Regions from separate parts of the Mus musculus genome. Here all the other regions are linked to region 1. The links are chromatin contacts, called in public HiChIP or PLAC-seq and promoter capture Hi-C maps. All regions are on one chromosome and are shown on one strand. Each heading gives the region's core, a stretch centred on a gene start, on an enhancer-like site or on the middle of the called end of the contact. The rest is flanking DNA. Distances are from core to core; before and after follow the strand shown. Region 1 holds the start of Ccdc50 (coiled-coil domain containing 50). Region 2 has its middle 72 kb from the start of Fgf12. Region 3 has its middle 17 kb from the start of Gm41436. Region 4 overlaps P3h2 (prolyl 3-hydroxylase 2). Region 5 holds the start of Mb21d2 (Mab-21 domain containing 2). Region 6 holds the start of Fgf12 (fibroblast growth factor 12). Region 7 has its middle 44 kb from the start of Fgf12.

Region 1 (3,163 bases), core at 107-2,606:
GGGCTTAAAAGGCAAAATTTAAATGACTCATATTAAAAATAATTTAAAATGTAATATTTAAACAAATACAGTCACGGGGTTTCAGCGGGCTGGGTTTGGCCTGTGGGTAGCAGCTTGCCAACTTCTGATCTAATTTTTGCTCTCATTTACATCTTAGTTTTTGCTAACCAATTTTAGTGTCAAGTTAAAAATCATACCACTTCCTCCTGACCTCTCACACTAGGAGTCTGAGCTGAGATGGGAAGCCAGTTTAAGCCAGTGGCTGAAGTGACACGTTGAACTTTGACAAGATGTTGGGCTGACATTCCAGAGTTCAATGATCCTGCCAACAAGCTTAACTCTGAGGAGGAACTGTGCTTTGCTACTGTGTTTCCATCAGAAACTGCCCTCTTCTCCGCCTTCTCCTATCTTTGCTTATCTTCAGTTTAGTTTCATTGTCTGCTAGTGAGAGTGGCCGCCCACTCAGGAAACAGATACTAATTTGCTACTCTACCCTTTATGTAGCAAGCCTAGGGAGGTATTCTGCTCCACCGGTTTTGATCTCACACCCATTCTTTGATAAATATGCATGGTTTGTGGACTAATGGACTGAAAGATAAGATTAGTGAAAACCCAGTTTAGGACTGGAATGTTTCCTTTAGGGGAAGAGACAGTTCCTAAAGGAGCATGAATCTGTACTGATCCATAGGATGAAACGCGAAAAGTCGCTCATTTCAGAGAAACACAAATGTCAGAATTATAGACCAGTGAGTGGCATGCTGGAAGGGGAAGCCCATACAAGTCTCTGTCACAATCCCTCCACCCCCGAAACTGAACATCCGATCTGGTAGACATTTATAGTTTTTTGTTGATTGAGTGACTCAGTTCTCCCTGCTGGTTGTGAATATTCCGTTTCCAGAAGGGCCCAGAATTTAATTCAGTGTCTTGTATTCTGGTTTCTTTAAAAACAAAAAAACAAAACAAAAAAAGAAATATAAAGCACACACACACACACACACACACACACACACACACACACACATGTATGTATGTATGTATGTATGTATGTATGTATGTATGTATGTTTGTAAGTATGTATGTATATGCCCACTAATCCCAGATATAAGGATTTGTGGTGCCTGGCACTCAATAAGCACTTTACACAAGTCTTAAATCTCAGAGTGGAGCGCAGATAGGCTCTGTCCCGGCGGCGCCTAGCTGGCAGGTGCAGCCTTGGGGTCCCGGCCTTCAGGCCGCAGAGCTGTGGCCTGGGCTGGGCGCGGCAGGCACATAGGCGAGGGGAGGCGGTCTGGCTCGCACGCCTCTGCGTGCGGTGCAGCCTTGCAGCCCCCGCCCCCCGCCGCCGCCGCCGCCGCCTTTCTGGCACCTCTCTCCCTCCGTACTGGACTCCGGTGCATTTCCGGCCCGGGAGAGTCCGGCGTCCACCCGGGCCAGCCCGCGGGGTGGGCGTGCGCCGTGATCTCCGCGCGCCCGAGGCCCAGCGGCCGCCATGGCCGACGTGAGTGTAGATCAGTCCAAGTTGCCGGGCGTGAAGGAAGGTAGGTCGGGACTCGCGGGCTCCGGGGAGCCGGGCTGCGCGGGGCACGCGGCGCGGGGCGGGCTAGGAGCGCCGCGGGCTGGCTCGGTCCGCCAGCGGCTGCGGGAGGCCCTCGCCTGGCCGCGCGGCCTTGTTCTGCCCTGTGGACGCTTGATGTAGAAATCCCAGCCCTTCCAGGCTGGCCCAGGCCAGGGGGTGGCGTTCCGAGTGGAGTGGAGCCTTTGTTTTGAAACATGACCCTCTCCCTCCTCTTCTCCTTCTGTTCCTCTCTTCTCCCTCCTTCTTTTCTTTTCTATCCTCTACCTCCCTCCTCCTTTCTTTCCCTCCTCTCTCCCTTCCTCCCTTCTCCCACTTCTTCTTCCTAGTCTAGTGTCTGGCTGGCTCTTAGCTTCAAAAATGTTGAAAATCTTAGGGTTGGCATTGCTTTGAATGGTGGACCTCAAGCCCCTATAAAGATGATCTCCCCACTTCCATTTTAATAAAGACCAGGCTGGAGTGGGTGGGAGCTTGTGATCCTGTTACCCCCGTTGCCCCCCATGGCTGCTATATTGAAGTCCAGGAAAATAAGATTGACTAGTACTGGCCAGGCCTAGCTTACTTCATCTCTCCTCCCCTCCCCGGGGCCTAGCATTTTTATTGTTTTGGTTACTGGCTCATCTTCTTGTCACTCTGTCTTTCCCTTCTTGGGAAGCACTGGACTTCCATTATGACAACACCTAGAACGTTCAAGAGTGCTCTCTCTTAAAGCCATAAGTTCTGAGGGGGGTGGGGGGGGGGTCTTTGTTGTGGATCTCTTTTGTTTCACCAGAGATCTGTGGCCAACACGGTCTGGGACTGGGATGTGTGTGTTGTGTAAGTGAAGGAGTTTTTCCTTTCTTGAGACTTTAGGCTTCATTGCCAATTTCAAGTGACTCAGATGGTCTCGCTCTGGCCAATTTGGAAATCCCAAGACAATTAGTGACTACTTGGCTGCATCTGTCCTAGGGTTTCAGAGAAGCACCGTGGCTAGGAGTCAATGATTTTATGTTTAAATTGTAGTAGGTTTGGATCTACTCCATTGTTTCTAAAGAGTAATAATGCCTTCAGGCTGAGCTTTTGGTCTTGGTATTTTTCCATCGTTTCTGTCCCTAACTTGACTTTGGTTATTACAGTTTTTAGTTAATGGAGTCTAAGGAGCCACTGGGAAGACATATCGGTTCTTCACCTGGAGGCCAGCTGTAGAGCTCCCCTCTTGCTTTTGGATATGGGTTTTGTGCGCAAAGGTGTTGGTTTTGTCTGAAGACAAAGTGCTCCCTTGGTAGTACTTTCATTGATGGTGGGTGTTGCTGATACTGGAGTTCAAACAAAACCTGACCTGAGGTGCAAAGCTTCAGTGTTGAGGTGCTGTGACTTCCCCAGCCTTCCACCTGTGCTAGTGACCTGGAAAGAACTTTTTTGTGTACGCTTTGAAACCCTGAGGTCTTTTCATTTTTTTTTTTTTTTTAACCGAGACATGCCTAACTTGTGCTAATATCTTATTTCTCAAGGAGTTCCCCACTTTCCATCTAGGCCTGCAAGAGTCTTTTTCACCCCCCAGCTCTACAAGTTTTCCTATGTTTACTTTGGTTTTCATTCTGGATATTGTGG
Region 2 (3,222 bases), core at 361-2,860, 1.1 Mb after region 1:
TGGGCTTCCCTGAGGATTGCTTCGATGTAGCTGCAGTTTTTGTAGCTAGGGAAACACGCAGACTTCGCGTGTCTTGACAAAGGAGAGAGAAGTCTAGAAATTTATCAGAGAGATCTATAGTTTTCCACACACAGACCACCTAGGTCAATCCTATCCCATTGATCTTTTTCCCTGTTGTATACTTAGAGAATCTGGACAGCTATACAGTGAGTCCTGTTAGTGCCTCTACCCATCACACAATGGAAAATGTTGTTCAGGATCCTCTAAACAAATGTTTAAACATATACACACAACCTGAGACAGTTATCCATGTGACCCCACCCATTCAGTGGCTACTTTTAGAAGACCTTAAGCCACAAACTTTTCTATAACCTAAGGCCAAACATATTTACTATGTACCCTTATCAAAAGATCTTTGTTGGCCGGCAAGGATAGGTGGTTGCTCTACAAGGGCTTTCCATACTCTCAGTGGCTTGTTTTACTTAACTCACTTCAGGACTGTAGAAACATGCACACCCGGTGAACTGTATAATCGACCGACAGTTTTAACTTCGTCTTCTTACAACAATTTACAAGAATTAACTTTTACGAGACTCTCACGAGGAAGGTATTCTCTGGTGAAGGTGAGGGAATGAGGACCAGGAGGAAGCCTGGGCTGTCTGGATTGTTCACACATAAGCTCACACTCACAGAATGGACAGGAGCTGCGATCAGACTCAGTTGTCCAAACGCTGGGTCTTCATTTACCAGCAGTTTCTAAAATCTGCGGTGTGATAGGCATTAAGCAGTCATAAGCTGTTTAATGTAAAAGAAATGATCTCAAAATGCAGCATGGAAGTTGCTGTGCACACAGCTGTGGTGACCACTCTCCCCAGGTTAAAACAGCAGTTCTGTTTTGAACCCTTGTACAAGGGGCAGCTTCTGTTTACAACGTCTAGTTATTTCATTGTGTGTGTGTGTGTGTGTGTGTGTGTGTGTTTATAATAAAATTCAAGTCTACGTAGACCTGATCCAAAAATTCTCCCAACCCCCTGTACCCCTCACCCCCTTAAGCCCCTCCCCCAACCCCTCCTCCCATATCCCCTTCCGCTTCCCCTCATGTCTGACAAATTAACTTGAACCACACTGACCCTGGTCTCGCATCCGGTTTACGTCAATCATCAAGTAGCACAGGGACTCACCACAAGCCTATGAGGATCAGTTCCTTACTAAGGAAGGGGGTGATTTACATGAACTCTGGGGTGCCTTCCAACTCTGAATTCTATAATGCTCTTGGATCTCTTACATCTGTGGCCAGGCCCTTCAGTACCCACTATTAGCCACACGGGGGCAGCACAATTCTACTTTAGCCAGCAGGTAAATTCAGTGGCCAGAACTGATGGCTGTGCTGTATGGGGAAACTAGAAATAACCCTGGTAATTGATTGCCTTACTTAAACAGAAGGCAGTTGCACGTTAACTGCCTCTGACACACCGCGTCAGAAAACTCCAGTGACTCTACAGAGAAAAGCTGTTTTCGAATTTAAGAAAACGAGAGGTTTCAAATCCACGGAAACGGAAGCTTCAGAGACCTGCTGGGAGCACTTGTGCCACTCAGCGCCTCGCTGCTAAGGGAGAAGCCCTGGGAGAAACTAGGTCTTCTGACTCTCAGATCAACATCCTGTACTGAACACGGTGTCTTGGAAACTACATTCGCTCGAGTCGTGGGAAAGGTTCAGAGGGAAGCTGTGTTTCTCCATCTACCAGACTTTGCGGTACTAGGAGTGTCATACAAACAGCTCCCTTTATAGGAAAGTAAAGAGACTGGCAATTCTATGAGCTGAAAGGTCAGGTCATCCCGTTGGCTCCACTCAAGGAGGACTGTTAGGTTTATTCCTTTATGTCCCTCCCCAACACGCCCCCCACTCCCAATGGGAATTCCTCACCCAGTCAGTTTCCCAAATCATCAAATGTAAGTTACCATATCCAGCTATAGCTCTTAAGGTTATTCCAGGTTTTCTACTAACGCCCTTTTTTTTTTTTTCATTCCTGCAGATTTTTTCTTTCCACCCTTTGAACTCTGGTAATCCATCAGGCTTAGTGGCAAGTGCCTTTTTGTGCCAAGGGTGACTCACCAGCCTCACTTCCTTTATTTTTTCCTCCTTTCTTTCCTCCTTTTGACACTTCTGCAAGTAACTGCTCAATTACTTTACAGATGCTCCACCATTTAAGATGGCTACAGACTCACATTAGATTGTGGACATGCTTTCTTTAGGGAAGAATGCTCCAGAACTCCTGCTTCGTCCTTCTTGGGTACAATATCAGTCAGTGATGTCGTCCATGTGTCAGATTACCAGTGAGTCTGTCACTGAGTTGTCATTTGGTTTAAAATGACAATTGGTATTTTCAATGGAAAGTCCCTGTAGGTGATGGGAAGGGGGCCTGGTTAACATATGTGTCATCCTCTCTCCAAACAGCTGTTCACAGATGTTAGCATCAAGAAGGCTCCTTACCTTCATTTGCTGTGACTACAGGCTTGGGTGATGGTGATTTCTCTATATCCCTTATTTTCTTCTACAGTTGGAATTCCTCTGTGACACATGGCCCATTCTCTTCCATTTACTTATTAAATCCTAGATTTATAGCAACATCCATGAATTTTATTATGTGAATTAAAGTCTAATGTGAGTATCACTGCCCCCATTCCACCTTTACACTGTTTTAACATTCCTTTGACCAGCCGGCAGCCTTTGAGCACATCCTTGATGTTTAGGATCCTTGAATCTGATAAGTATTTGCCTTCCAGTGCCTTAGGATCAAGCATTTCTCCAAGGGCTCCTGAGTTTCTATTGGAGAAGGCCAATGAGAGGCCAAGCTCCATCTTAGTGTGTTCACTCAGGACAGCTGGAACACCTTCGCTTCTAGTCGGCTCTGCCTACTGACTACAAGATACATGCACTGGTCAGCCATGTTAGCAGTTTCCATCTCTCTCTGTGTACTCATCAATCCATCTCTCTACCCTACAAATTCATAATAATGTTCTCAAAACTAGTCAAACACCACAAGGCCTTTCTTTATTAGCAACCTGGCATTATTTCGAAGCGCAGACCTGCATAAGGTATGTTAGTTAAGGAAGACATGTGGATTTTGGCACAGCTCAGACTCCGCCTATCGTGGCAAGAAGAGGAATGGCAATGGGAGTCGGATGTGATGGAAAGAATATTTTTTTTAAAAAAAGTACAGT
Region 3 (3,183 bases), core at 178-2,677, 1.2 Mb before region 1:
TGCAAACATGTGCCACCTTATCTAGGAAATTGATTTCGTATCCCAATAAAGTCTAGGTCAAAAAAGAGGCATGTGTGGGTTTCTAAATACAAGAAATCTTTTGAGGTAGAAGTATCCTATGTAATAATATGCTGGGCCAAGTGTGGGTTACTATAGCATGGACTGCCACACCCAACTGTGCATGCAAACTGGGTTCACACCACATAGTGCTTGAGTGGTGGAGCAGGCAAGTATCCCAGATCATCAGTTCCTGCTTCACAAGTTTCATATTCTGTGATGAAAACCGAGCTTACATCAAGTACCATGCATATTGTATTTCTTCTCTCCTGGATTTTAATCTGTTCACAGAGTATAGCTTATGTTTCATTGACTGATGCTCATTTCTAGGAACATCTAGCAATTTTAAACTGTGCTTCAACTTTTCAAAATCCCTTTCTTTGTCGGGTTATTTATTCACCTATTAACAAGTTTTCAATAAAATTTGTTCACTCCCAAATAATTATTTGGGTTTTACCATGGTCATTGCTTGAGTATTGTTGGCACAGGTATTTTTTTCCAGAAAATTGGTATGTAAGTTGTAGTTCTTGTTCCATTAAAAATGTGCAAGAACAAAAATAAATGTGTCAATAAGTAGTGTATCGGTCTAGTCTATCTCTATTCTAGATAAGAACTCAGTAATTGTCAAATGTAAATAGTAAGAGGATCATAAAAAGGTTAAAGAGAAATGTTTTAATAGTTATTCCACTAATGTAAAATCAGGGAAACACAACCGGAGAGATGCCACATATGAGCCTACTGTATATTCCTTTCTACCTTTCAGAGCCAGAAGTATGAGGAAGACATTCCAGACATTCTCTCATAGTTAAACGAGAGCTCCTCCCCTCCCCTCTCCTCTCCTCTCCTCTCCTCTCCTCTCCTCTCCTCTCCTCTCCTCTCCTCTCCTCTCCTCTCCTCTCCTCTCCTGTCTCCTGTCCTCTTTTCTCCCTCTCTCCCCATCTTTCTTTCCTCTCCTCACCTGTTTTTGACAGGTCTCCGTGAATAGATAGAAATGCTTATTTAGATGGTTATCTAATAAAAATTCCTCTATACAATCTATAATCTATAGAGATATTATGTTTGTGGTTACTGGTAATGGATTCCAATAAAATTTACTTTTATATGATCTCTAGTCTGTGTTGTCTTAATAAATTAAAAAGTGACCACGTGTTAACAATACAAAGTGCTTTAATGCAGCTAAAACCAACAGAAATGTATAGATTCTCACATCTCAAACTTGGTAGTTCATTCCCACATTCAGAACAGAGTGAGCTAAGTTTGTTTGGAAGAATGTGACTTCCGGGCTTGCCTCAGCCTGCATCTACACTGCTGTGCTCTGAAGTGCTTGTCACTGCGAATCATAAAGTTTCTGCCAGCAGGTGGAGCCATGGGAACACAATTAGAAGCATACATTGTGTTCCTTCTTCAACCTTAAACCCAGAACAATATATTCCCACTCTCCCTTGCTCCTCCCTCTCTCCTTCTTCCCTCCTTCTGTCTCTCCCACCCTTTCTTCACCTTCCTTCCTTCCTTCCTTCCTTCCTTCCTTCCTTCCTTCCTTCCTTCCTTCCTTCCACCCTCCCTCTCTCTCTCTCTCTCTCTCTCTCTCTCTCTCTGTCTGTTTCTTTCTTCTCTTCCTTCCGTTTCTTCTTTCTTCCTTTTATCCTCCCCCTCTTGTTCCATTTGAACATCTTTCTTCCTTTCCTCTTTGTTTCCTTCTCCATTTGTGGCATTGTTCTCTCTTTATTAAAAGGGAAACTTGTAGAAACATACTATTTTTTAAACATCAAGTTGCCAAAATGAGATTCTTATATTAACCTAACAGTATCTTGGGTGCTGTAGTCTGTTCTGCCTAGGTTCCTAGCAGCAAAACTTTAGGGATTTCAGAAACAAAACAAATCAACAACAACAAAAACCCAGAAAGTTTCTTTCTCAGCTTAGGAGCTCTATGTAGAACAAGTCCCCAGAGGAATTTTCTTTCTTTTGTTCTACAAAACAAGTCTGTTGCTTCCTACCCATGGAAAGAGATAATTAATATGCCAACTATCATAGCTCTGTCCATTTACAAAGATAACTATTTTTCTGTGAAAAGGAAAAATACACAGATTTGGCCCTAGTGTGGTGATTATGATAATGATGGCTCAATAAATATTTCTTAACTATCTTCAAGTTACCAGCAACCATGGTTAAAATGTTATCTCTGATAACTTTTCATTCTTGCGGTTTCTAAAAGGCCTGCAGCATTATAGAAAGCTGAAACTACCAGAGTGGATGGGGAAAACAAACAGCAAAACAAAGCAAAATGAGGAGGGAAGGCAAGAGGGAGAAGCAAAGAAAAGGCAAGGAAATTGGTACCTATAAGGTGAGAGTATAACAGAAATAAACCCCACAGTAAGTCTAAGAGGGGAAGTTAGAATATGCTCTTACCACAGTTTCTACCTACAAGTTATTGGCCAAGCATATCCTAGGGGCAACTGAAATGCCACAGGTTACCACAGTTGCTGTTGGTTATTCACCACAAATAGATTGCAAGAGTTATTCTGTTTCTGTAGACACTACACACTCTGATGCAGGACACACAGAAGTCAATAGTGAGTTGACTGGGAAACTCTTGCTTCTGAAAGATGCTACTCAGGCTACTGAGAGGGAAAAGACATCAATGGTATTATCCTGTACTAGATGCTGCATGTGACAATTACTGACCTGCCAGGCAAGATGTGTTCACTGTTGTGGTAGAATCAAGACTGTGAGCATTACCAACACTATCTGAGTTGGATTTAAGAACTGTTCCACACTAAATAATGCATGTCTCAAACTGGAAACATGGTCCAAACCTATGGCTAGTCATAGGCTCTAGGGGAGAACATATTGATACCATTTTTCTAAATGAATACATTGTAGAGATGCCTGCTAAGTGATTATGTTTATGTCCATGTATTTGTGAGTTCCTGACTTAGGCCAGAAATCTTGCTATAGTGAGTAATGTTTCATACAGAACATTACTGGGCATTCTCTTAATAATAAGTGATTCTGAGTGTTCAGTCTTAGATGTGTCATCTACATCAATTCCCTATCAGACAAGGCCCAGTGAAGAATGTAGGAGCCAGAGGATGGGAGAGGAGTGCTGTGAAATGCTGTTGTCTGGAT
Region 4 (2,834 bases), core at 220-2,719, 1.4 Mb before region 1:
GAGAGCAACAGTTCTCAGATGGTTTTGCTTTTCTCTGGTAAGATCTTGCTTCTTCCTCTGGCTCCATGCTCTTAAGTCAAGGAAGTGTCTACAGGCAGTCATTACAGTGTTCATGGCTCTCTTTGTCTTCCACTGTTAAATGGGCATTGTATCCCATGCTTAGAACATATGTGCATTCTCCAGGAAAGACCATATTTAGTGTTATATCTGTTCGATACAGTATTATGATGATGAAAACCAGCCTTTGAAATATAGAACTTTGAAAAAGGAAAGGACAAATGGTCCTTAAGTGATAAAAAAGTAAGACTTTGTTATTTACTCTGCTGTGAGCTTAGGGTCCATGTGTGTAAACAAGGGAAAAGGTGGCCCTGGTGGAAGGATCTAGACCTGCAGAGGCATGGATGAGAGAGGCAAGTTCCATCTTTGGCCAAAGAGGTAAACGTACAAATTCTCTAGGTAGAGGGAGCCCTGCATCTAGATTTCAGCCTCACAGGCAAGGCATTCTTGCATCCCCTATTCCAACAGCGGTGGCTTCAGTCCTACTCCTGTCTGCTCTAACTCAGTCATCACAGCATCATGTCGGAGCCTCAGTTTTTGCCCAAAGTGAAAGAGGCAACTGGATTGTAATCTCTTTGGCTTTCTTCAGCCCTTATAACTACAAATATTCGAATGGGATTTTCCACTTATTTGCAAACAGGACTATTTAACATATAGACTCTAATTTCTGAGTTTGGCTTTCCTAAGTCATTCGATGGCACTCCCTAAATATTTGAATGAAATTATGCATGGTTTGATGTGGAGCAGATTAAAAAAATGAATGCTTTAGTAGATCTTCGATGTTCCAGGTGTAAAGCAACATGGCCAACCAGCAGAACGGGAACAACCACTCCCTGCTGTCAGCGTGACACACGATGGGATCGCACACAACAGTGGCGGCATCTACTGAGGCGCTTACCCACTTTCTATGGGCTGGATGGCACATTCTGTGCTGAAGCTGCTGCCTCTCCCAGGGCACGAGCGCACCCAGGAAACAAGAACTGTGCAGAGCCAAGGTCTGATTTCTTTGTTGATGTCTTGTAACCAGAAAACAGAAATTAGATCCTTGCCCAGATCTGTCTATCATGGAGTTTTTGTGCCAGCAAGTGCTTTGCAGTGAAGAGCAAACAAATTAACTGCTTCACATATCACGAACTGTCAACCCTAAAGTCGGGGTAAAAGTTTCATAGCCCTGTAGTAGCCCTGTGGTGACGTCACTTGCCACTCTCAGATGTTAGCAGAAAAAAACTTGCTTGTATTTTTTAATATTTCTAATATTAGTCTTGCTATTGGTTTATGTTCAGTTTGAATCTTGAGGAAGGCATAGGGTTTTGGAAACAATTATAATGAATGACACCATTTTCAGAAGAGGAACTGGAGTCCAGAAAGAGGAAGCGAGTTAGTTGCTTTAGGTCACCCGGGAATTGAGAGCTTTGCCCAGTCTTCCACGGCAGAGATACATCCTGAATTCTGGTTTGGCAGTGGTAGGCCAACAGCACACAGCACTGAAGTTGAATTTCTCAGTTCCACCGAGCAAAGTCTTCTTAGCCCTAACCAGATCACAAGTGGCAGAAAGTGAACCTCCCCCTTTACTGGAGCACATTGCAACAGTGGGTGTGGTCTGAGAGCAGAGCCTTTGCAGTGAACCCCGAAGTCTTTGAGTTCTCTGAATTAACACTCCAGCTCGCTAGCCAGTCTTGTTCCCTCCAAAGCAAGTTACCCACTTTCTTGCAGACCACTGTCTGCTGGCAGAGTTGTCATGGTCCATGTGTTCCTGGGTTGTCCCAGATAGTTACAAAAACATCATTGGAAGATAAAATAGGTGTGCATCGGAAGACAAGTTCTGTAACAAGGATCCCTTTATTAAACACTTCAGACACAGCATGCCTGTGTGAGCTGACAGCAGCAGGAAGAGGAGGCTGCCCAACAGAAGCCATTGAGGTGCAGCCTGTGAGAAACAGCTCTGAATTTATACCAGCAGGAGCCCCTCTCCAGCAGCAATAGTGCCTAGGGCAGGGCAATTTAAGGTATTCATTCTTCCATCACCACTGGGGGTGAACCTACACTGCTGGAACCCCTGTTTAGGTGTCCCCTCTTACAGAGCACTGTGGAGGGGAATCAGAACTTCATTTGAAAACACCAGTCCTAACATTCTACCCAAGGGGACCCCGTGCCATAGTCCTTAATCCAGTGGTGGCTTCCTCAAGCCTGAAAGATGCTGTTCTCTGTGATTCTTGGGACTTGGCAGACTGTGTCCTGGGAGCTCCTGTAGACACAAGGCAAACTTGCTGTGAAGAGTCTGAACTCTCAGCCAATGGAACCATGAAAGGTGATGGGGGAAAGGCAGCAAACCATAGAAGCCTGAGACCAATTCACATCCTATCTTTAGACCTCGGGGCACACTCTAGCTGTGGGGTGCTGAGTGCAGGCTGATCATGTTGATATTCTGAATATGCTGCAAAGTAACTGTGTGTGTGTGTGTGTGTGTGTGTGTGTGTGTGTGTGTGTGTGTGTGTGTGCCATGTAGTGTTTGTGTATCTGGGTGGTATGTGTTTCTGTATGTTTATGTTTGTCTTATGTATGTGTGGCGTATTTGGGAGTTTGTGCCATGTGTACATGGCCTGTGTGCACTTCTGTAGTGTAAATTCTGTTGCATGTTTACTGGTGTGACATGAAGAGTGTGGGTGTTGTGACTCAGTGCGGTGTGTGCTTGAGGGTGTGAATGGGCTCTGAATGATGAACTGAAGCAAAACAATGAAGACCAGAAGAAAGCAAATGAAGCGAAGTTGGGAACAGGG
Region 5 (2,844 bases), core at 320-2,819, 1.5 Mb after region 1:
CTCCCACCACATCGTGAATTAAAATAATAATTCAATTAAACAGTCAAACATCCAAATATGGATCTTTCAACCACATTCCCCACCTAGAATACCTAGAATATACGTGTGGAGTGAGCAGGAGAAAGAAAACATACTCCCGCGTTTAACACGGCCCATCCAACTTGCTTAATTCTTCAGAGGACCAGTGGACCACATTCAATCGGTATCACTTCGACTTGAGCTAAGAGAGGCAAGAAAAGGTATCTGGAGGGAATAAGGTAGGAAGAAACAACAGTGCAATCTCGTTAGATCCCAAGAGAATGCAAAGACTCTGTCCTGTAGTTAAAAGGCCTTTGTCAATCACAATTACCACTATCTGAAAAATTGACTGTGGAAACCTTTGGAGAGCAAGGCTCCTCCAGTCCAGCCCTGCTGAATGTAAACCACGGGGCCACCACTGCTGCATGACAGCGCTACACACTCGAGGCTCCCAGCAGCGGATGCTCATTCTACAACTCAGAAGCAATAATCCCACCGCAGGACGCCAGGGATAGGGTTGGATCCCCGGAACCCATTATTTTTCTTCATCTTTCCAGACCCGTCGGTGAAGAGCTGGGGGATACGGTGGGAGAAATTTTTCTAACCCAGGGCTGCCCAGAGTGGGAAACTTGAGCACCTCTTAGCCATCAGTAGGACAATACACAAAGACGAGGGGGACAGCGCTCCTCCGCGGCCAGAGCTCTGAGCTTGGTCGTGTTCAAGCAAGGAATTAGGAATTCCAGCTCAGCAACAACCCGGAGAAGCACCGGAAATGCTTCCGACCCCTTCAAAGGGAAGTCGATTTGCAAATCAAAGTTGGAGGCAACTCCGGGCGCCCGGACTACTTCCGCGGGTTACTCTGGAACACCCAACAAGTTTGGCCACCCGGGGCTCGGCGTGACAGCGCCGCGCCGCAACCACGACAGAAGCAACTTGTCGCTCCAGCACGGGTCGGCCTCCACCACGGCCGCCCGGGGTTGCAGGAGAGCCGGTGTCAGCCGGCCGGAGCCGCTTGGGGACTCCCCAAGCCGGGAGGCGTCTCCCGCCGCCGCCTCACCTGCCCGCCAGCCCCGCGGCCGAGGAACCAACAAAAGAGCGGGCGATCGGGAAGGAGAGGGGCACCCCGCGCCGAGCGCAGCAGGCAGGAGCGGAGGGGGCAGCTGAGCTGGCGGTGGAGAGGAAAGGGGACCTCACGGAACCAGGGGTGACACCCCGGGCAAACGCCAGAGCGGGGACCATAGCTTCCACCCGCTCCATCACACCCGCGCACACACGCATACTCACACATCCTCCCCGTTCTCCTTACCCAGCATGGAAAAGATGAAATCCTTGGCAGTGTGGATCTCCAGCGCTCTCTGGTCGTCGTATTCCCGCTGGTCGTGCCTGGTGAATTCCTGGATGAGTTTGTTCAGTTCCTCCACCCGAGCTCCAGACCTGAAATCCAGCTCCGGGAAGGCAGGCTTGTTGTTGCAGCCCAGGGAGGCTGCCTTGCTGGCGGTGGGAGCCGCCATCTTCATGCAAAACGCGCCGAGCGGCGGCTCCGCGGCGGCCGCGGCACCCACCCCCGCCCCCCACCCCGCCCCGGCCTCCCGGCGCGGCTGGGCAGCCCGGCCCGTGGGCGGGCTGGCTTCTGGACGGGCCCCGCGCCGCGCTGCGCTCGGGGCGGCCGCGCTCCTTCGCGGGAGGAGCCCGACTGCGGCGAGGTGCGCGTGTGGCCCCGGCCCCCGGTCCTCCCGCCCCCGCCCGCTGCGCCGCTGCGGGCCCCTGCCCTCCTCGAGTCCTGCCGGGATCGGTGGCGGCGTCCGGGAGTGGACTCGAGCCTCCCCGGGGGCAAGGAAAGTGAAGTGGAAACAATGTGAAATTCACCAGCGCTGAAATCAACAAGCTGCCGGCTCCGGTGTTACGGAGCCAGCAGCAGCAGCATTCCCATTTAAAGGGACAGCGCACCCGGTGGGAAGAAAATAAATAAATAAATGGCAGAGGTTCGCGCGCCCGGATCACTTGCCAGTCCGTACTCGGGCTGACGCGCGTGGTGTGGACGCTTTCTTTCTCCACCTCCACCCCCGCCCCTCTTTAGGGGCAGGGCTTGCCAAGCGCATCCAAGGAGAAAGGAGTCTTCCTACTCTGATCTTAGGGCGGTGTCCCGGGCGAAAACGTGTCTGTGGGCGCCTTTCCAATGTCCATCCCGAGAACTTTAGTACCTTTGCTTGGTGGAAAAATATAAAATGTACCTTCTGTCCTTTGTCGCCTAGAATGATAAAATCAGCGAATCAAGAAGGGGTGCCAGTCATGCCGCGTATAGATACTTCCAATTAACCACTCAAGTATCCTCCTTACCTTTGCCCTTGGTAATTAGTTTGCCTGGGTAACAGCTCATTCAACTTAACATATAGTGCCTTAATGAGAGCCAACCTGCTCTCAGACAGATAGGAATCCAAATGCGGAATGTGGGGGAAGGAAAACAATGAATTGCCCCAGGGTACAAGGAAGATGGGAGTGGGAGAGGGAGTCTCCCTTTTGGCAAATAGAATTTGAGCACTCGCTATTAGCCAGACCGGAATGACTGGGATGAGTCCTGGGACTTAGCCCTCACCCTCACCCATGTCCCCACTGGAACTAGGGTTTTCAAGACAAGACTGCTGTAGTCCAAGTCTAGTTTATCAAGACCAAATGGCAGATGTGGTTTTAATGTTCATGTGATTCACACACTTAAGGAGGCCTATGGACCCCTAGGAACAATGGTGAACTGTCCTCTATCCCAGCCTGTGGTCCTATCGGCCCCTTTAATTTTCTTACCTGAGTTCTCATCACTGAAAACTCACATTA
Region 6 (2,918 bases), core at 227-2,726, 1.1 Mb after region 1:
ACCTTTATTTGTTTTCATACTCTCCGTAGGTAGTATGACTACTCTGTAGGTAGATGGAGGGGTGGGTAGAACAATGGGTGGCGCGTGAATGAATGGATGAATGAAAGAACGAACAATCGAACGAACTAGTGCCCTCCAGGGCTTTACCAGATAAAGGAACCCAGATGCACCTATACAAGTGACCCTCATACTAGACTGTCGGTGGATGAAAGCAGAAAGTGTTTTCCCGAATATGGGACAAGCTATTAACTGACACAGGGTTGTTGAAAGAAGGTGGGCCAGCATGGAAGAAAGGAATTCTGATTCCCATCCATGAGCAATTCCCAGAAGCTTTGAAGGAAGGGGATGGGGGGCGTCAGCCTCTGGGGAGCCCACTGATTTGACTGCTACTAACCTGGTCTCCGCCTCACTGGCCTCTTGCGGCCGCTGCAGAAGCGCACTTTGCTGAACACCCCGAGGACGTGCCTCTCACACAGGGAGCGCCCGTCTTTGCTGGGGCTGGAGCGGCGCTTGGAGGCCGACACCCGGTCGCTGTTGGACTCCCTCGCCTGCCGCTTCTGCCGGATCAAGGAGCTGGCTATCGCCGCAGCCATAGCTGCTCAGCGCGGGCCCGAGGCCCCGGGCTCCACTGCGCCCTCGGGTTCCTGCTCCGCCGGGATGAGGGCAGGACCTCGGGGGCCTGGAGGAATAGGACAGGCGCGGGGAGGCAGTGCTAATATTTGAGGAGGTTGCAGTATCGAAAACCTGGAGCCCACAAGGTTAGTCAGAGTCTGGGCAGTGGCAACAAAACGTGTGAAAATCCGGATGTAAACTTCCCCAACCACTGGCGGCGGGGGCGGGGCGGTCCCAGGCCTTCTTGCGAAGTAGACGTTTGCACCCCAAACTTGCACCCCAAAGCGATCCACGTCCAAAGGGCAGTAGGGAGTTTGGTCACACTGCGTTCAGGGTACCAAGTGGAAAGGGGGGAAAAGATGTCCAAAATAACAAGCTGTGCCCCGGTTGGAGAGGCGCAAGCGTTGTAAGGTGTCCAAAGTATACCTACACATATATACATAGAAACCCGTTTACAAGGCAGAGTCTGGACCGAGGCTAGAAGCGAGCCCCCAGCTTAAAAATATATATAGTAAAAAGTGAATAAAACGTTCCTTTAGAAAACGAACCACCAACCGCGACAGAGAAGAGGAAGGCAGCAATTTAACTCCCTGTGGCCCGCGGTTCTGAAGATTAGGAGGTCCGTCCCAGCTGGGTGAGGTCTACGAAATGCATCGCACCGGCTGCGGTTCTCCGGGGGCCGGCACCCCCACTTCTAGAATTCCAAGAGGCGAGAAGTGGGAGCGGTTAACCAGACTCGGGGTAGGGGCGCGGGGCGGGGCGGGAGGGGGGGTGCAGCTGTTTCCAGCTGCGGTGAGCGCGCCTCTCCTCCAGCAGCACTGCAAAGAGAGCGGGAGACGAGGGAGGGGGAGGGAGAGAGGGAGATCCTCGAGGGCCAAGCACCCCGGGGATCCGCGGGGTCCCGAGAGCAGGCGCTCCCGCTCTCACTGCCTGCGTTCCGGCATGAGACGGGCACAGTTGGTGATTATTTAGGAAATCCTAAATCTGGAATGACTCAGTAGTTTACAGAAGCCCCTCCAAAGGCAAAGCTGCCGAAGGTGTCCTCCCCAGCTCGGCGCCCACACGCCTTTCACCGGAGCTCCCTGCCACCGTGCGCCCGAGCCGCCGCACCAAGCCGGTCTCCGCACAGGCTCCGAGCGACCTGGGCAGCGAGGGACGGGCGCCCTGGCGGACTTGGGATCAGGTCATCGCCGCGCCTCCGGGACCCCAGGCTCACACGCCCCGGCGGTCGACAGCTCCCGGCCGCAGCTCAGATAGGGGTTACCCGGCCGCCGCTGGGCCGCTCGCTCGGTCCCGCGCCGCCCATCCCGGCCGTGGAAGGAAGTGACCGCGCGCTGCGAGCCCCCGCGCGTCCGCTCGGGTGGGGCGGGGGCTGGTGGAGGGCGACGTCGGCTCGCGGCGGCTGCGGCTCTGGGTCGCAGCTGCCCACCATGGTCTGGTGCCCGGGCGCAGGCAGGTTCCCTAGGCCGCCCTGGGAGACTGCGGGAGGTAGCCGCGCGTGCCACCTGGACTCCCCGGGCCGGGAGCGGACTCTGGGGCCGGGGACAGGAGGCAGGTGCCGGCGGCCACCAACTAGCCCAACTTGCTGCGCTGGCGGCGGCTGGGAGCCGCGGGATCGCGGGGCGCCCCCCGCCGCCTCCCCTAGACCGGGAGGGGGCGCTCAGGGCGGAGTCCCATTCATGGGCAGAAGCTCGGGGCGCCGCCGCGGGCTGTCTCCCCCAAAGCGCTAGCTCCGCAGGAAACTCCAGGCAGAGCCGACAGCAGCCTCTGAGAAGGCGAGTGGGACAGGGAGCAAGCAGAGGTTGGAGTTACTCTGGCTCTTAAGGAGCTGGGAAGCTTTCCTGGTGGGACTGAATTAGGGGCTGGGCTTGTGGAGAGCTGGAAAGAGCCGCGCTTGAGTCTTGCTCCCTTTTCTCGCGCCCACTGCTCCCAGACTCTCTCCTTCCTCCACCCCCCCCCCCGACACCCTTCTCCCCCCTCTCTGTCTCTGTCTCTCCCCTTTTCTCCTCTCTACGCAATCCTACGTGATTGAGGTTTGGATGAGAAATTCACAGAGGCAGAGTGAGGGAACTGCAGCCTGGGTCTGCTGTGTCCAGTCCCTACCCACCCCACCCCCCACCCCCAAGAGAAGCACACACATCCACTGGCTTGTTGAAGGACCCTGGGTGAGCAGAGAAGAGAATGGTGCAGGAAACAGAGGTGCCATCTGCCCCCTCGCCAGTGACCAGAAGCATGTAGCATTCTCCAGGAAGGAAGTGCACACTGGATAAAGTAGCAATGACCTCCCGGTCTCCCATACTGCACAC
Region 7 (3,133 bases), core at 451-2,950, 1.1 Mb after region 1:
AGGGTGGTTATTTATTGATAACGCAATTAATTGAGATCATTAACATTATCAAAGAAAAGAGACCAGGTGCAGACTAGATGGAGATGCCAATGAGTTTAATTGGGTGCAATGTCTGAGGAGCTAGGAAGAAAATCATCAGAGCTTGCCCAGTAAACACAGATAAACCCCTTATCTAGTACAGAGCAGAGATGTTAGGGTTAGACTGATGGCTTTTCTTTGAAAGGGCAATAAATAATCTCAGGCTTCTCTAGTAATCAATTCAAAATAAACCCCCAGTCCACCCCAAATCGTTACATATAAATGCATTCTTTTATTTGGATGGTACCAATACAGTGGCTGCAGATCGCTCGCTGAATGACCCTTGCCTAAAATCCATCCTGATTCCGGAGAGAGGAGCCGAAGCCGCCTGCTTTCCATCTTTACCATAGGTGAGGCTTGCACGAGGCTGCAGGAGGAACATGATTCACAAAGTCTGGATCTCGGGCAGACTCCTCACAGATCGATGCAGACACCTGCGAGGAGAGCCATCTTCCCAGCAAGGCATGTAAACATCAGGTACTCAGGGATAACCTTGAGATCTCCCTGCTCTCGGTGAAGCCCTCGCCAAAACAGGATTCCAGACAGAACACATGGCAAAGGAGAGAGAAACCTTTGCATCTCACATGAAAACCATCCAGACATGCAGGGGACCCTATGCACAATACTTTATATAAAACATAAACACACATGTTATAGAAAGTCACATTTTAAAAGATTAAATGAATGATTTTGAATATCTTTTTAGTAACTATATTTTAGATTACTGGAGAGTGGGTGGGGTCAAAATGAAATAACATGATCACCCTGCATTAGAAGGCACAGTTAATCATTTTATTTTGGCTGAATCTTTTATATGAGACCTTGCCTGGCCCCTGAGTTTCAAATGTGTTCTTCCTATAATAAAGACAGAAAGCGGGTGGCTTCTGCTCCTCCATAGGAGGAGTTAACTCCCTGGGAGGAGGAGTTAAGCCTAGTAGAAAAACACAAATAAAAGAAGCCATTTCTAGATCAGACAAATCAGCTTTATGGTTTAGATTTTTGCTTCATATAAACCATTGATAGAACAATCTCCCAAGGGGATTCTGGATCCTCCTCACCAAGCCTTGTGTCTCAAGCCAGTAAGGAAATCGGCAGAAGGAATAGGGAAGATCTGCTGTCACAGCTGAGAGACACTGACGATGTGTGCACAAGGCCAGCACAAGCCAGGTGTTGGGTTCAGCCACAGAGATAAAGGAATACAAGCCTACTCTCAATGCAGGAACCAGAGAATCCCACAACTCTAAAAGTCCCAGCAATGCCTTATAAACTAAAAAGGCTGAATAAGCAGTGCCAAATGGACCCAAAGGCTGTATATATGCTAATTCTTATATATGCATAGATGTAACAATATTAACTAAAGAAAAAGAAGCCATGAATTTGAGAGGGAATGATGGGGCAAACAAGGAGACTTAGAGGGAGGAGAGAGGAGAAGGGTGTGAATACAGTATACGTAGAGGAAAACTTAGAAACTGTATGTATGAATGCTTTAAAAAAATCACAATTCAAAATAAATACAACTAGTAAGGGTATTCTGAATGCTAGGCATTCACATCATGTGTTGACTCTGAAGAAGTGTGACACTGGCCATCAGTCTGCAGCCTTGATTTCCAGGGACAACTTCTAAAACTACAGACTAGCATGTCGTAGCACATAACCTACTTTCTTCTCCAGTCTGACCTTGAGAACTGACATTGGGGAAAGTAAAATAACCCGTAGGTCAGTATCTGCCAGGATTCCCTCTTCTTCTCTTGGCTCCTGTTGTTTCCTGTTCCGTGGGTTCCTAGAAGGGTCATATGCTTTCTTTTCTAGACCTTTCTCTCTTTTTACCTTTTGTTTTTTTTCTCCTTGTCGGTGTGGAAGGCTGCTTTGTTTCTGCTTCTTCTATAGAGTCCATTGATCCTTACATTGTTTCTGGAACACGATAACGTGACCTTCAGCATTTAGACAAGCCAAAGCAACTTGGTAAAGAGCAAAGAATATTGTCATTCTGTGTTCTAAGAATAATTCAAACAAGGCCATTCCTTAAGGCTGACAGGATGACAGGAACTCCCTAGATTCTCTCTGCTTTGGATACCTTCTCAGCATCATTTCAGCACTGCTTGCTAAGAGACCGAAGATGGGGGAACGGTGCCACCTAATGGTCAGAAGTGGGAAAAGCCTCACTCTGTAGTGCCGACTTAGGTTTTTAACTCTCAAATCACGTTGAAGAGAATTGTGTTTTTAAACGGCTTGAACACCTTCCAGTCACTGAAGTGAAGCCTGATTTTATGAATTCCCCCATATTAGCACTTCTTTGAATAGTGGCAGAAATAGCAATGTGATGAATCTCTTCTCAGGTAAGATTTGTGGTGAAGGACAATCTTGTATTCTCCAGATAAAAGATTTGCAATTTCAAAGAGGTGGGGAGCACTAATTATGCATATTACATGAAAATTAAAATTTACATAGCACCTGAGCAATAAATTCCACCCATATTTTGAGGCAGAGAACTAATTGCTTCTTTTGCATTAAATCTTCCCTGGAAAAAGCTGTTTTTACATTGCAAAAGCGAGTCAGCTTTCCATATTTAACAGCAACAATTGTCAGAGCAGCAGTTTATGGGTCATTTGCATTGAAATCACCTATAGTTTTACATTTTCTTAAAGTACACCTTCTTGAACCCCACATGAGATCAACGGAATCAAAATTTCTGGGTCTGGAACTCAGGTGTGGACAGTTGCAGTTGTCACTTCTGGGGACCCTCCTCCATAGGGTGTGTCCATTTCCCTCTGCACATGATGCAGAAATAAAACGTTGTAGCAGGAGATTGCCCTTTATCCCGCCAGGTTTCCTAGTCCAGCTTCCTATATACAGTCAGTACTGCTTCCCGGAACTTTTCTCAGACAGACCCTTTCCCTGAGTCCTTCGCCCCCATCATCATATTGTCACACAAAAATTATATTCTCCTTTCCACTTCAGCTCATCAGATACAGCTCAGCTGTGTTTTCATTGAGAAGTCTGGGGAGGGCAGGCTCTTGTGCCTCTCTTTGTGGCTTTCCCACTACACTTTTAGGGT

Evidence for each region. Promoter capture Hi-C pulls out the DNA fragments that hold promoters and counts their contacts. HiChIP or PLAC-seq counts read pairs in DNA pulled down with a chosen protein or histone mark.
Region 2: a contact with region 1 is called in a promoter capture Hi-C map of hippocampal neurons, with 5 times the contacts expected there. The contact joins the enhancer-like site here to the promoter of Ccdc50 in region 1. A contact is called at or near these places in 5 of 39 promoter capture datasets (cranial neural crest, hippocampal neurons, maxillary cranial neural crest and 2 more), 3 of 115 datasets of contacts at active chromatin or transcription factors (astrocytes, embryonic forebrain and embryonic stem cells) and 1 of 9 other capture datasets (embryonic stem cells).
Region 3: a contact with region 1 is called in a promoter capture Hi-C map of the 3T3-L1 cell line, with 7 times the contacts expected there. The contact joins the enhancer-like site here to the promoter of Ccdc50 in region 1. A contact is called at or near these places in 6 of 39 promoter capture datasets (the 3T3-L1 cell line, 3T3-L1-derived adipocytes, cranial neural crest and 3 more) and 3 of 115 datasets of contacts at active chromatin or transcription factors (astrocytes, bone marrow-derived dendritic cells and embryonic fibroblasts).
Region 4: a contact with region 1 is called in a promoter capture Hi-C map of pre-B cells. The contact joins the enhancer-like site here to the promoter of Ccdc50 in region 1. A contact is called at or near these places in 2 of 39 promoter capture datasets (the C10 cell line and pre-B cells) and 3 of 115 datasets of contacts at active chromatin or transcription factors (astrocytes, bone marrow-derived dendritic cells and large pre-B cells).
Region 5: an H3K27ac HiChIP or PLAC-seq map of bone marrow-derived dendritic cells shows a contact between it and region 1, with 5 times the contacts expected there. The contact joins the promoter of Mb21d2 here to the promoter of Ccdc50 in region 1. A contact is called at or near these places in 1 of 39 promoter capture datasets (hippocampal neurons) and 2 of 115 datasets of contacts at active chromatin or transcription factors (astrocytes and bone marrow-derived dendritic cells).
Region 6: a promoter capture Hi-C map of second pharyngeal arch cranial neural crest shows a contact between it and region 1. The contact joins the promoter of Fgf12 here to the promoter of Ccdc50 in region 1. A contact is called at or near these places in 7 of 39 promoter capture datasets (cranial neural crest, embryonic stem cells, frontonasal cranial neural crest and 3 more), 2 of 484 Hi-C or Micro-C datasets (both in cortical neurons), 4 of 115 datasets of contacts at active chromatin or transcription factors (astrocytes, embryonic forebrain, embryonic stem cells and 1 more) and 1 of 9 other capture datasets (embryonic stem cells).
Region 7: an H3K4me3 HiChIP or PLAC-seq map of forebrain shows a contact between it and region 1, with 12 times the contacts expected there. The contact joins the enhancer-like site here to the promoter of Ccdc50 in region 1. A contact is called at or near these places in 11 of 39 promoter capture datasets (the 3T3-L1 cell line, cranial neural crest, embryonic stem cells and 5 more) and 8 of 115 datasets of contacts at active chromatin or transcription factors (astrocytes, embryonic forebrain, embryonic hindbrain and 5 more).

Annotation. Positions count from the first base shown.
Region 1 is chr16:27,387,600-27,390,762 of GRCm38.p6, forward strand. It overlaps Ccdc50 (coiled-coil domain containing 50), which reads left to right and starts at 1,357. Exons shown (of 11, transcript NM_026202.4): 1 at 1,357-1,538. The coding sequence starts at 1,490.
Region 2 is chr16:28,516,696-28,519,917 of GRCm38.p6, forward strand. It overlaps a transcript of Fgf12 not described here. Among named protein-coding and RNA genes, the nearest start is that of Fgf12, 72 kb to the left of the region's middle. Within about 2 kb of position 1,611, at least 31 of the 459 cell types and tissues checked have an H3K27ac peak or open chromatin away from gene starts, as enhancers often do. A contact at or near this core is called in hippocampal neurons, where this site is marked.
Region 3 is chr16:26,232,919-26,236,101 of GRCm38.p6, forward strand. No RefSeq gene overlaps it. Among named protein-coding and RNA genes, the nearest start is that of Gm41436, 17 kb to the right of the region's middle. Within about 2 kb of position 1,428, at least 16 of the 459 cell types and tissues checked have an H3K27ac peak or open chromatin away from gene starts, as enhancers often do.
Region 4 is chr16:25,957,407-25,960,240 of GRCm38.p6, forward strand. P3h2 (prolyl 3-hydroxylase 2) reads right to left here. Exons shown (of 15, transcript NM_173379.3): 15 at 1,878-2,834. Among named protein-coding and RNA genes, the nearest start is that of P3h2, 150 kb to the right of the region's middle. Within about 2 kb of position 1,470, at least 67 of the 459 cell types and tissues checked have an H3K27ac peak or open chromatin away from gene starts, as enhancers often do. A contact at or near this core is called in pre-B cells, where this site is marked.
Region 5 is chr16:28,928,129-28,930,972 of GRCm38.p6, forward strand. Mb21d2 (Mab-21 domain containing 2) reads right to left here and starts at 1,570. Exons shown (of 2, transcript NM_177718.3): 1 at 1,325-1,570. The coding sequence starts at 1,535.
Region 6 is chr16:28,444,599-28,447,516 of GRCm38.p6, forward strand. Fgf12 (fibroblast growth factor 12) reads right to left here and starts at 1,477. Exons shown (of 5, transcript NM_183064.5): 1 at 395-1,477. The coding sequence starts at 593.
Region 7 is chr16:28,488,516-28,491,648 of GRCm38.p6, forward strand. It overlaps a transcript of Fgf12 not described here. Among named protein-coding and RNA genes, the nearest start is that of Fgf12, 44 kb to the left of the region's middle. Within about 2 kb of position 1,701, at least 25 of the 459 cell types and tissues checked have an H3K27ac peak or open chromatin away from gene starts, as enhancers often do. A contact at or near this core is called in forebrain, where this site is marked.